2 separate regions of the Zea mays genome follow, and region 1 is linked to region 2. The links are chromatin contacts, called in public Hi-C maps. All regions are on one chromosome and are shown on one strand. Each heading gives the region's core, a stretch centred on a gene start, on an enhancer-like site or on the middle of the called end of the contact. The rest is flanking DNA. Distances are from core to core; before and after follow the strand shown. Region 1 holds the start of LOC103640631 (2-aminoethanethiol dioxygenase-like). Region 2 holds the start of LOC103640625 (Protein DYAD).

The links. Hi-C and Micro-C count contacts between places; a contact is called where the count stands out from the background.
Region 1: a Hi-C map of leaf mesophyll shows a contact between it and region 2, with 2.5 times the contacts expected there. The contact joins the promoter of LOC103640631 here to the promoter of LOC103640625 in region 2. A contact is called at or near these places in 3 of 25 Hi-C or Micro-C datasets (ear, leaf mesophyll and tassel).

Annotation. Positions count from the first base shown.
Region 1 is chr1:180,825,871-180,831,864 of Zm-B73-REFERENCE-NAM-5.0, reverse strand. It overlaps LOC103640631 (2-aminoethanethiol dioxygenase-like), which reads left to right and starts at 4,144. Exons shown (of 5, transcript NM_001329842.1): 1 at 4,144-4,544; 2 at 4,802-4,929; 3 at 5,017-5,203; 4 at 5,316-5,519; 5 at 5,614-5,994. The coding sequence starts at 4,268. The coding sequence ends at 5,747.
Region 2 is chr1:180,115,462-180,121,502 of Zm-B73-REFERENCE-NAM-5.0, reverse strand. It overlaps LOC103640625 (Protein DYAD), which reads right to left and starts at 4,110. Exons shown (of 7, transcript XM_008664066.3): 1 at 2,395-4,110; 2 at 2,166-2,229; 3 at 1,572-1,631; 4 at 1,318-1,380; 5 at 1,109-1,192; 6 at 399-938; 7 at 1-250. The coding sequence starts at 3,554. The coding sequence ends at 134. It overlaps LOC100274059, which reads right to left. Exons shown (of 15, transcript NM_001360529.1): 11 at 5,826-5,927; 12 at 5,624-5,733; 13 at 5,448-5,535; 14 at 4,880-5,070; 15 at 4,372-4,801. The coding sequence ends at 4,570.

The sequences.
Region 1 (5,994 bases), core at 2,895-5,394, 710 kb before region 2:
TTACCATAAACTGAAAATCTAACCGAACAAAATTTGAGGTTTTTTTATTGTGTGAACTAGTACTGTAATGAACTTGTTATTCACTTATTTGTATGCGATGTATAATGAATCTCTAAATCCTTGTAGTCATACGAACTCGCATAACAACTATATCGACATGTTTATCTACGCTCCTCAAGTTTGTCGATAAACACCATAACAACGTCTCTATGTTCATCTACACTCCTCGAAATTCTCGGGACGATTGGGGCCGCCAGGGGCTTATCCACGTGCACCCTCGGGACTTTATTTGAGAGATGCCTCGGGGCACAAGGGGTCCAGAGACACACTTAATCCATGCCAGTGCGTGCAGCCCTAAGGGAATTTACTCAATTAGTAGCCCCGAACGCAAGGGGTCCTAGGGGCTGCACTTAATTAGTACTCTAGGGCACGATGGCCTCGAGTGATATACTTAATCAGTGCCCTAGGACACGAGGGCCCCTAAAGGCTATACTTGTCAAATGCACTAGGGCATGAGCGATCATGGTGATTTTACTCAATTAGTCCTTTTATGAGTTTTGGTGAAATAAATGATAACATAATTAAACTCTAACCAATTTGCTAAGTGTTACGCAAAAATTGAGTATATTGCAAACATTTGAATATTATATAATGAGAAGTGTACAAAGGTTCAATAAAAGATCAAACTCGATGATATTCCATATTGTTTGGATGAAGGCCAATATTTGTGTATTATTGTATTAGAAGAAGTATTGCCAGGGAGCGACAGTACCGCTCCAGGAGAGGTAGTGGCGCCCAAGCCAAGAAGCCAATAATGAGTAACTTGTTGTTGTGATTAGGTTTCGAGGATAAAAAACTGAACAAACCGAACCTAACCAAACCAAAATTGAGGTTTTTTAATTATGTGAACTAAATGTGTACTGTAATGGACTTGTTATTCACTTATCTGTATGTGATGTATGATGAACATCTAAATCTTTGTAGTTATATTTTTACTTTTCAGATTATTTGTAATCTATCATGTAAACTTGTTGTATGAGATACCATATAATCTTCTTGATTATAAGTTTGGTGTTTAATTTTTACTGAAAACTGAAGTAAAAACTATCAGTTATATATTTTTCTAGTAAAGAATCAGTTCCTGTTGTATGTAAACCTGATCAAACCAAACCGGGTTAAAAATGAACACCCAATCCTAGAGACGCAAGGGATCCGAGAAATTTATACCGCTAGATGTCCTCAGATGCGAAGAGCCTAGAAATTTATCTATGAGGTGCTCTAAGGCTTATGAAGCCTTGTGGACAATATTGCCCATATTGGTAATGGATCCGAGGGTACATGGAACCCTTTGAGGCCTTGTTCGGTTACATCGGATTGCACCCGGAATCGTTCCGGTTAATCAAAGTTTATATAAATTAGAGAAGCAATCCGGCTCGGAATCGTTCCGACCCACCAATCCGACACAAACGAACAAGGCCTGACCAGGATCCTAGAGCGTGCTGTGAGTGAGCAGGGGCAGATTTAGAGGTTTGTAGAGGTCAGCTAAAATTTATAAATCATTTTAGCAAAATACTATTAAAGTTTTAAAAAAATTATATCATATATAAAAGCTGATGTTGCTGACGTCAACCATATTCTTGGCTAGATTAGCCACTGAACCGGAGGTATGCCTTCCTCCAGGTGGCTGATAGATAGGTACTTAAAAGAAGAAGCATATATTTAAAGTATCCGTTAGTTCAATTAAAAGAAGTGCAAAAACCGACATCATGATCACGAATCCGGTAACGAAGGAACTGTCACTTAAGACATCCATTTTTTTCATGTAAAAAGAATGAGTATTATAGATAAAATCTTATTAGCATGACTGTATTTTCAAAAGATGGAGACGTGTGGCCACTGTTTGTCTTTGGCTCAGCTCGTCGTCGTCGTCGTCCTCCGCCCTGCTACAGGCTCGTGCAGCTGCCAGCTATATATGCCTATGCCTGGCCCAGCAGGATCTAGTTTTAGATGAAAAGACAGCAAAAACAATTAGCTGTTTTTTCAACCGCTTTCATTTCTAATTGCAACTAAAATCTAGCTTCCTCTTTGTGTTCAATCGATGTACAAGTGTATTCATTTTGTTAAGAAACCAAATTTACTTTATTTATCTATACTGATCTAGAGTTTTTTTTATTATTATATATCTATTTACGTTCCCGCTAGCGAGGACAGACTAGCTAAACTGTTGTTGAAGTCAGAGAAGGCCTGCGCGGAGAATCCAGCAGCGACGACACCCACAGGTTTGGCGATTACTACCACTGTTTGCCTTGCCTTGTCAGCACATGGACGCCACGTGAGGTCGACAGGTCACCACACGCATGCCGGAAGTGGGAAGGGAACGTGTATTAGCTTAACTCGAGAGCAAGAAAGCCGCCTAGTCAATAAACCGTAAAAATGAGTAGAAAAGTTTCTTTTCCCTTCAAAATTTAAAGTCTTGTTTGAAAGCAATCTAGTCTTTAAGAATTCAGTTTTTATCTCTAACTTTTAGAACCTGGTTTATGGTGTTTGGTTTTTCAGCTAGAAGATGCTAGCTTCTTGTTTTTTAAGAAACTTAAAATGCATTTTTTATAAGTAGAGTTAGTAAAATCTAGAGCCTGGCCCTTAGATTCGATGGAGTAGATGACGAAGGTGACAGAGAGCTGAATATGTTTGACTGCAAAAAATAATATAAAAAAATCTGATGTCGTGGTCGTGGTATCTAGAACTGACGGAATTAAGGTGGATGCATGAAAACAAGGCCGACAGTGGGAAACGGAGTGTCAGCACTCACACCGTGCAAACGGGAGAATCCACAAAACAACACTGGTTTGAAACGACATTCAGAAAATAGCATCCGTTTTCAAGTAATTCTTAGAACAGCACCTGTTTCACTAAATTAATTTAGAAAGCAGCACTTCATCTATATTTTGCATTCTTTCATTGCTTATACCACATACAAGTGGACCAAAGTACACCTATTCATTTCATAACCCTCTTTTTATCTCTTCTGTCCATAAGAAAAACATAAATAGATAAAATATATTAGCTCCATTTTTTATAGTGTTAAACATACAAACAGACACACATTGTTTATGAAGGAAGAAGTCTAGATTTAACTATTGAACATGAACTTCAAACCTAGGTATCTTCGTTATCGAACTGTTGAAATTAGACATACTTGGTTCACTGAAAGGTCTTCGATTGTATATCCTCTGTTCTTTTTTATTTGAAGTGGTTGTTTTTTTTTCAAAAAACTTCAATCACCCGTCATGTTCAAAAAAATTGTATGTTCTTTAAAAACTACTCTCTCCACCGCAAAATATATCTTTGAAGTTCAATGGTTAAATCTAGACTTCTTCCTTTATAGAACATCTATGTTTATTTTTATGTTCAACATTATGCTTACCAATATAAAAATAGAGCTCACATACTTGCATGCATTTATGTTGTTCCTATTGAAAGAATAGATAATAAAACAAGGCTATGAAATGATAGGGGCAATATGGTCCATTTGCTTGTGAGGTGAGAAATAAAAGAATGAAAAATATAGATTAATGCTGTTTTCTGAATTCATTTGATGAAACTGGTGTTGTTCTTTGAATTGTTTAAAAAAGAGTGCTATTTCAACACTGTCTCAAACTAGTGTTCTTTCATGGATTCCCCCCGTGGAAACGGGCTTGACGAGCCGACGGCTAGCGGAGTCCGGACTCCGGAGCGGAGAGCGGACGGAACCGCTCCTGGAAAGTAAACGGTATGGGCATGTCAAGCGCGGGCGCGCGGTGGGGCCCACGTGTCGGTGGCAGCGTAGCGGATAACGATTGTGATGTACGAAACCGGAAACTGTGTGCTAATCTACTCCTCGTCGCCCTGCCTCGGGCTCGCGCCGTCGGTTTTGGTTATGCCGCGCTTTCCGCTTCCCGCGAACCGGGCCGCCACCGCCAGCCACGCCGACAGTGACCAGCAGGGGGGGCAATCCTCTCCCTCCCGCCCGCCCGCTTTCCTGTTGGCTCGCGATGGGTGGCGGCAGGGAACACAGCCCACGGTTTTTGCTGGCTCCCCGTCACCCCCTCCTCCGCTCCGCCTCCTGTTTATAGTCGCCTGCTGTCGCGGCCCCTTTTTCCTTCCACCACCCACCGGCCACCACCCTCCGCGCTTGCCTAGTTGCCTTGACTGCCTGCCTCGTCTTACCACCAAGCTAAGCTAGCGCGTTCCTTCCTTTTTTCCTCCCTCGCTTCCTGTTGCTCGGTCCATGGAGGTGGCGGCGGCCGCGACGGCGGGCGCGGGGGTTGTGGAGCTGCAGCTCGACCTACTCGAGGCGGCGGCGCCGACGGAGCGAGAGGCCAAGAGGCGCCGGGTGCACCCGGTTCCAGCGGGCCCACCGGCCGGGGCAGCAGCGCCGGGACGCCGCAGCTGCAGCCGCAGGCGCCGCGCCGTGCAGCGTCTCTTCCAGGCCTGCCGCCACGTCTTCCGGGGCCCCGGCACCGTGCCCAGTCCCGGCGAGGTCCAGCTGCTCCGCCACATGCTCGGTGAGCCATGCACGACCCGACTCAAAAAAAACTAGAACATTTCGTAATTTTCAGCGATCGATCTGGAACGAACTGGTTGTCATGGACCGGCATGGCCTCCGCGTACTCTGTTCAATTTCACTAGCACTAGCACTTAGCTGCTCTGCTTATACTGAATCTGAATTCCTGTACAGAATAGTATGCATCCATCAATCATGCACCTGTTTCGTGCATGCGTTTACTGAAAAACCTCAACTCCTTCTCCTACCAAAATGCAGACAGGATGCGGCCGGAGGACGTGGGCCTGAGCCCGGACCTGAGCTTCTTCAGGGCTCGAGACGCCACACGTGGCGGTGGCACCCCGACCATAACGCACACGACGATATACAAATGCCCGAATTTCTCGGTAGGCAGAATTATTTCGATAGTGTGTGTGTACTACAGCAATGCTGAAAAAGCTCGTGTTTTCTAACCTTCCCCTTGTCTATGGCAGATGGTCATCCTCTTCCTGCCGCGAAACGCGGTGATCCCGCTCCACAACCACCCTGGGATGACGGTGTTCAGCAAGCTGCTCCTGGGGTCGATGCACGTCAAGTCGTACGACTGGCTCAACACTGCTGACCCCGATCCTTCTTCCGCCACGAGCACCACCAGCTCTTCGTCCTCCGATGGCCCATGCCGTAAGCTTCTGCCACTCACTGTCGCCGCTCGCCGGCTTGATCGTCTGTTTCTGTTGTTAACCCCTCTGCACTGCAGCACTGATGTCTATGATCTTGTTCTGTTCCTGCGCAGTGAGGCTGGCAGAACTGGTGGTGGACGACGTCTTCACGGCGCCGTGCGACACCTCCGTGCTGTACCCGACGGCGGGAGGGAACATGCACCGGTTCACCGCCATGGCGCCCTGCGCGATCCTCGACGTCCTCGGGCCCCCCTACTCCATAGAGGAGGACAGGGACTGCACGTACTACGCGGAATTACCGTACGCACACCACTCGCGTAAGTGGCCGCATCTTTCACCTCATGAGTTCTTGCCGTTGCACTAGAGTAGTGACTCACGTATGGGAGACCGGTTCGTGTCTTTGCTCTGCAGTGGTGGCTGCGGGCGAGGACGTGGAGCGGGGCCAGGGCCAAGGCCATCTGGCGTGGCTTGAGGAGATCGACATGCCGAGAGAGCTCAAGATGTGCAGCGTCCACTATGGTGGACCGCCGATCTCCGACGAGTGACGTCGCCGGCCGTCTCCCTCACTGGTTGTACTATGTCTAACTGATCGCGGCAGAGCCGTGCCGCCGCCGTTGTGTATAGCAGGCAGCAGCAAGCCATAGGCTGTAGTTACACGAAGTCCCGATCGATTACAATGTTTCTTGCTGGCCTGCATCGTTGTTCTCTAGATGCCCTTTCTTTCTTGTTATTTTTGTTTCTACTACTACTACAAGTAGACGATGTTTTGTCCTGATGATGAATGATACAGAT
Region 2 (6,041 bases), core at 2,861-5,360:
TAAAAGGGTAGGTAATCTGCAGCTATCCTGTCATGTGTGCTATGTTCTCAGATGTGAGGCGACGATGGGTTAATGGCGGTGAGGTGAGGTGAGGCAAAACTTCAGTGGTCATCTGTCCATTTATAAGAACTCGTCAGTAGGTGGGGGTCGCCAGGACCAGCTCAGTGCCAACCTCGCCACCTCCAGCTCCGGCGTCGAGCTTCAGCGCCTTGGCACCGCACGGTCCTGATGACGACGACGACGACGTGTCCTGTGGCAGCAACAATGGCCAGGCACAGGTCAGTCATCTTAACGATCATGTGTGCCATTGTTCATTTTATCCGTGGCACGAGCTAGCGATGTGGCAAGACTGGGTTTTTTTTTAACAGGAAGCACGGCGCTAAGGAGGACAAGCTCACCATGTGCCGGAGCTGCATGTTGAAGTCGCCCACGACCATGGTTGTTGACGGCAGAGGCTGGACCTGGCTCGGCGAGGCTGGTGAGGGGAGGAGCTGGAGCTTGGGAGATGCGGTGGTGGACGAGGCAGACGTCGGCGTGGGGAGACCATCGACCTGTAGGTACTCCTCCATGGACGGTAGCGCGAGGCTATCGATCATGGTGTCGAAGTCAGTGACGATCAGATCCGCACCCGGTGTCAGCGGCTCCGGCAGGTCCCCAGGGCTGCCAGCCGTAGCGCCACTGGAAGTAGCAGACCTAGGCCACTGGCATGCTCCCTCCCGCACGCAGATACGTTTCCTCAGCACCATCTTCTCGTCACCATAGGCACTGTGGTTGCTGCTGAAGCTGCCATCGAAGGCATCAGCGCCGGCCAGCTGGTCGCCTGCACACACCACCAAAGCCTTGTTCGCACCACCGGCTTCTCGCTTGTCACCTTCCCAAGGCTCTTGCGCTAGCATCAGCAGAGGGTGTTCTTCCATTCTCTGCAGGAGCAACTCTTCCTGCACATACAGTCCAATGCACAAGCAGTGTTCTATCAGTACACCGATGGTTGCTACTGCTAAATACACAATCATGGACGTCTCTCAAAGTGAGGCAAAACTAAGAAATTACAGAGCAGCGGCTCGCTAAATATCTGTGCAGCAGAATTGCCATTAAATAGTGAGTTTACCTTCATGGACTGGAAAGAAGTGGACAGAGCAACCATCTGGCCCTCCAGTTTCTCATTCTTCTCAAGCACAGTATCATACTTATCCTGAAAAACAGATCCAGAGTCTCAGATCCAACACTTCATCATACAAAGGTACCACATGTTACCAGAAAGATACGTCACTTTGCTGAGGTGCAAATTATGAAGATTGGTTGAATGTAGCGACGTACCTTCAGTAGCAGCAGCAGCTCTTTCAGCTCCCCATTCACCTGTGCCGCAGTCTCATACTTCTCCTGAAAATGAGAGCCCACAATAAGCCATGGCCATCACTGAACTAAACTAGCAAATAACTAATGGATTCAATAACCACAAACCTCTTACTCCCAAACAAGTTGGGGTACAGTGGGTAAGTAACGGAGTCAGAAAGATAAATCTTGCATCAAATTAGATTAATAGCTTTGGTAGCAGTAAGGGTGAAGCATACCTCCAAGGACAGCACCTCTTTTTCCAGCTTGCCATTGGCCTTGACCATACAGTCATACCCCTGACACCAAAGAGAGTAGCTACCTATTTAAATTAAAATGCTACAATGAACAAAAACTATGAACTTTTCATTCTTCATCAAGTTCTTTAAGTACTGATGGAAACAGACTTGCAGCATAACATTATATGGGCATAAGTGTAGTTCCAGTGTGTGCACAGAATTGCAGATTAAAAGGTCTACTTTAAGCATGATGAAGCAATGTGACAAGTAAAGCACATAAATGATGGTTTCACAACTTCAGAGAAGCGACAGTAACAAGTGGATCAAAGCTAAGCAAAATATGGTGCTGTTCTACCATTTTTTATGCACAGTACAAATGTAGCTAACCAAATGAAATCAAACACCAATATCCAGCGAGAACTAGATATGTGCACAACATTACAATTTACAGGTGCAGAGCATAGTCACAGCTATGTGTGAGAGTGTCACACATGGATACCCTATTTTTCAGTTCTGCGCTAGAAGTTTAATGAAAATATGAACAGCGAAAGACAGGAATGAGATTCATATCAACAAGGTATGATGTATGATCACCTTCCATGAGATGTAGGCTTCCTTGCTCATTTGCACCAGATTGGAGTCGAGCTGCTCCATTTGCCTTAAGTTCGTAGAAATCACAAGTCAACTTCAGCAAAGAAACAAGTATTGGCACTTGATGCATTCAAGAATCTAATCAGAGTATCATCGAAACTCATGACAATTGCAAGGAGGAGTTGCAATCCATAAGGCTACAACAAGGGACGTAGAAGACGGGAAAGGAGACCTCTTTACGACGGCAAGCTCCCCGGCGAGCACCTCCACCTGCTTCTGCACCTCGAGCGTGCGGGCCTCCGGCGACACGGGGTCTCCGGGCTTCCACCCGGGCGGCGGCACCCAGTACGTGTCCTCGACGCCGGCCTCCCGCCGCGCGGCCGCCAGCCCGGCCGGCTCGATCCAGTACTCCATGCCTCCGGCCGGGTTATACCGGCGGCGGACGCGGTCAGCGGTGCCGGCGGGGACCTTGTCGGCGACGTGGCGGAGGAGGTTGTCGAGCAGGCCGGTGTCGCTGATGAAGCGGCGCGCCTGCGCCCGCAGGACGGCCCGCGGCGTGGGATTGCCGGCGGTGGCGCCGCGCTCGCGCAGGATGTTGGCCAGCGCCGCCTCGCCCGCCGCGTACCGCCACGCCGCCCACCGGTCGACCTTGCCGTTGCCGCGTGGCGAGCCGGAGTCGGGAGTGGCGGTGGCGGTGGCGGCGCCGGCGGGCTTGCTCTCCGCCGCCGCCGCCGCCTCATGCTTCAGTGGGGTCCTCTTGGCGCGCTTGGCGCCCTCCTCCGCCGCCTCACCTGACGTCTCCTGCTCCTCCTTGACGGCCCACGGGGCCTTCTTGGCGCGGCGGCGGCGGTGCAGGCAGCTCTCGTGGTCTTGACCCACCTCCTCCTCCAGCTCGTTCTTGCCCACGGCCAACAGGCACTTGCTGTTCTTGCTGGTGCTCTCCTCGTCCTCGTCCACGCACCGAGCCGCCGCCCGCCCGTGCGTGTGCATCCCCGTAACCTGCCCACAAGCCGCGGGAGAAACCGGGCGGTGCCGTCTGGGGTACTCGGCGCGCCTGGTGACGCCCCAGCCCACGCAGGTGCGGTGCAGGGCGGAGAGCAGGCAGGTCCCGGGCGACGAAGGCGAGCGCCGCGGGGATGGAGGAGGCGACGGGGACTGCTGGTGCCGCTTCCGGGCGAGGAGGCACGGGCTGGTCGGCGCCGGCGAGGGCGATCGCCGCGCGGCCTGGGCCGTGTGCTGCTGCTGCTGCTGCTGGGAGAAGTCGTAGAGGCGGGGCGGGGCGGCCCAGAAGGCGTCGGTGTCGCCGGCGGCCGCGTCCCCGCCCAGGTCCCGCACGGCGGCGCGGCGGCGCAGGAAGCGCGACGCGGGGATGGTGCCCCCGCAGGCGCTCATGGGCGGCCGAGCGCAGACGCGGAAAGTGGAAGGGTGCGAGGAACGAATGTGAGGGGAGGGAGCGAGAGAAAAGGACGAAGCTTTTTCCGAGCGAGTGGCGGCAGCAGCATAGCAGAGCGGCAGAGCCTCGACCCTCGAGGAGAAGCAGAAGGAAGGAAGCGGAGGATTTCAAAAAAAAAAAGGGAAGCAGAGCAGCTGCAGGGCGGGCGCAGCCGCGCAGGCCGCAGGGGGAGCTGCTTTTGCCGTTTCGCCCGTTTGTCGCGTTGCGGGGGGTGATGAGCGGCCTCGTGGTACCTAGAGGGAACTCAGGGAAAGAGTGGGAAGGATCTGCGGGGCCCGCCCGGAGAAGACTTCCTGCCTCGGGCCTTGCGCTAATCTCCTGTCTCAGAATCATGCGACAGACGACACTTGGCGTGGTGGCCCGCAACCACCTGGTCCTCTAGTCTACCTCATCCTATTCCCGTCTCGTTTTGTTTTCTCAGCCATGTGATTTTTTGAATTGCCATCTCAGCCTTTCGCCGCTCCGTCCGTTCTTCAACTGGTTGGACGGTCGGTCCTGGCTCAGGAGTCAGGAACTCAGCAGGATGTGCTAGACCGACCGGGACAGCCGGCAAGTGCAGGGTGCAATACAAATACAATGCACACGAGAGAAGAAAAAAAGAATCAAGAAACCGTCCTCTGTCAACCGCAGAACGGTGATGGTTGTCTTCAGAATTCAAACAGCAGGAGCTCACACCAACAGGCGGTGTCACGGCAAGGTAAGAACGGTCCCAACTTTGAACGACAGTACGACCAGGCAAAAAGCACACACCGAGTTCAAGCATAAGTGTTCCTTTTCCAGACCACCAGAAGAAGTCTGGCCTCATAGTTTAGTTACCATCCAACCCAACCAAGCGTGTAACGACACGTCGTCCTTGTACGACAAAGGCCAGGGCAGGCTCCAAATTCTCAAAAGAACAAGCCTGCGCTGCGCTGCGCATACCGAGGAGGGCCGGGCTCTCAAGCTCAGAGGCGCTCACACGGTTGTGTGCGCAACGTACCCGCCGCCGTCCGTGTAGGTGAGGCGGCGCAGCGAGGCGGAGTGCAGGGCAGGGACGAGGGCCGCGTCAGGAACGGCACCCACCAAGGGCGTCGTGGGCGCAGAGCAGCTGGAGGGGGTGGATCCTTCAGGCTGGACATCCGTGGTGGTGGTGCCCATGGAGTCGAGAGCCACGTTCAAGCCCATCGACGACGGCTCCGTGGCGATCCTGCGAGAGAACCCACGACAAAAGCTCAGCGCAGAACTAGAGTCAGTGTCCGGCGGGGGAGTGGTTGCGCGTACGTACGTCAGATCAAAGCTGGTCGCGTCCAAGCTCATGGCGGCGCACAGCCCAGAGACCACCCATGGCGGCAGAACCGCGTCCTTTACTTCCATGCTGTAGCATACGTTGCCTGCCGTCGACGCAAATGCGGATCCCTGTTCTGTGTCGAACCCGCCGGATGACATGTCTGCTCTCCTCATCTCCCTACACTTCACCTGAGAGATGCATAGTAGGTTCAGAGGATCAGATTTTTTTTATATTAAACCAAAAAAAACCAAACTTTGCAATTACGCAATTCAGTCTAAAGGATGGTGCGCAGTTCAATGTAACCTCCTTTCCACTGCACTAATACAGAAACAAAACATTTTAAGCATGGTGATGGTGTAGCAGCTTCAGATCTAATTATTATGCATTAGCAAAATCAGGGCTTCCACATGCACCAGTTTGCATTTCTAACATGTCGCACTAACATGGTCCCCTTTCTTCCTAAATAAAAGAGTCCAAGTCACCAAGTTTCCTAGTAACAAAAAAAAGGCAGAGACAGACAAAAGAGATAAAACTATATAGAATTGACAGAAGAAGAAAAAAATACCTCTGGGATGTGTAGACAGCCATTTTGAAATGGCTGGGGTGAATACAAGACTGGGACATCCACAGCAGATAATGAATTCAGCAAGGACCTGAAGAATCACAGGATGAGCTTATACAACAGAACTTTCGAGGCAAAAACAAGGATGAGCTTATACGACAAAATGAGATGCGCCGTACTTGTAATTCAATAGAACGTCGTATAGGCCATGAACGTTCTCGTTGCCAGTAAACGAAAGCAGCGACTGCGTGGTGTTATCCACGTCAGATAAAGCATCCAAATGGAGTGCCTGCAGGTTCAGTTATCTTTTGTTTTTACATCCAGTTGGTAGCTGCAGAGTGGCTAAATTCAAACCAGGCGAAACAGGGAGGAAACCAAAACCTGTCCGACATTGCGCCTTTCGATTTCTGAAAGTTCAATAAGGTCGTCCTCAGTAGCCTGCTCCACTTCAGTGCTGCAAAGAGGCATAGAAAAGCAAACGCCCTGGCAACAGTGCAAACTGATGTGGTTACAAGGTGATCCATTCAGATAAAATGATTTTAATGTGGTATAGAGATACAAAAAAAGGGTTAAATAAGCTTGAATTGTCTCTGGTAT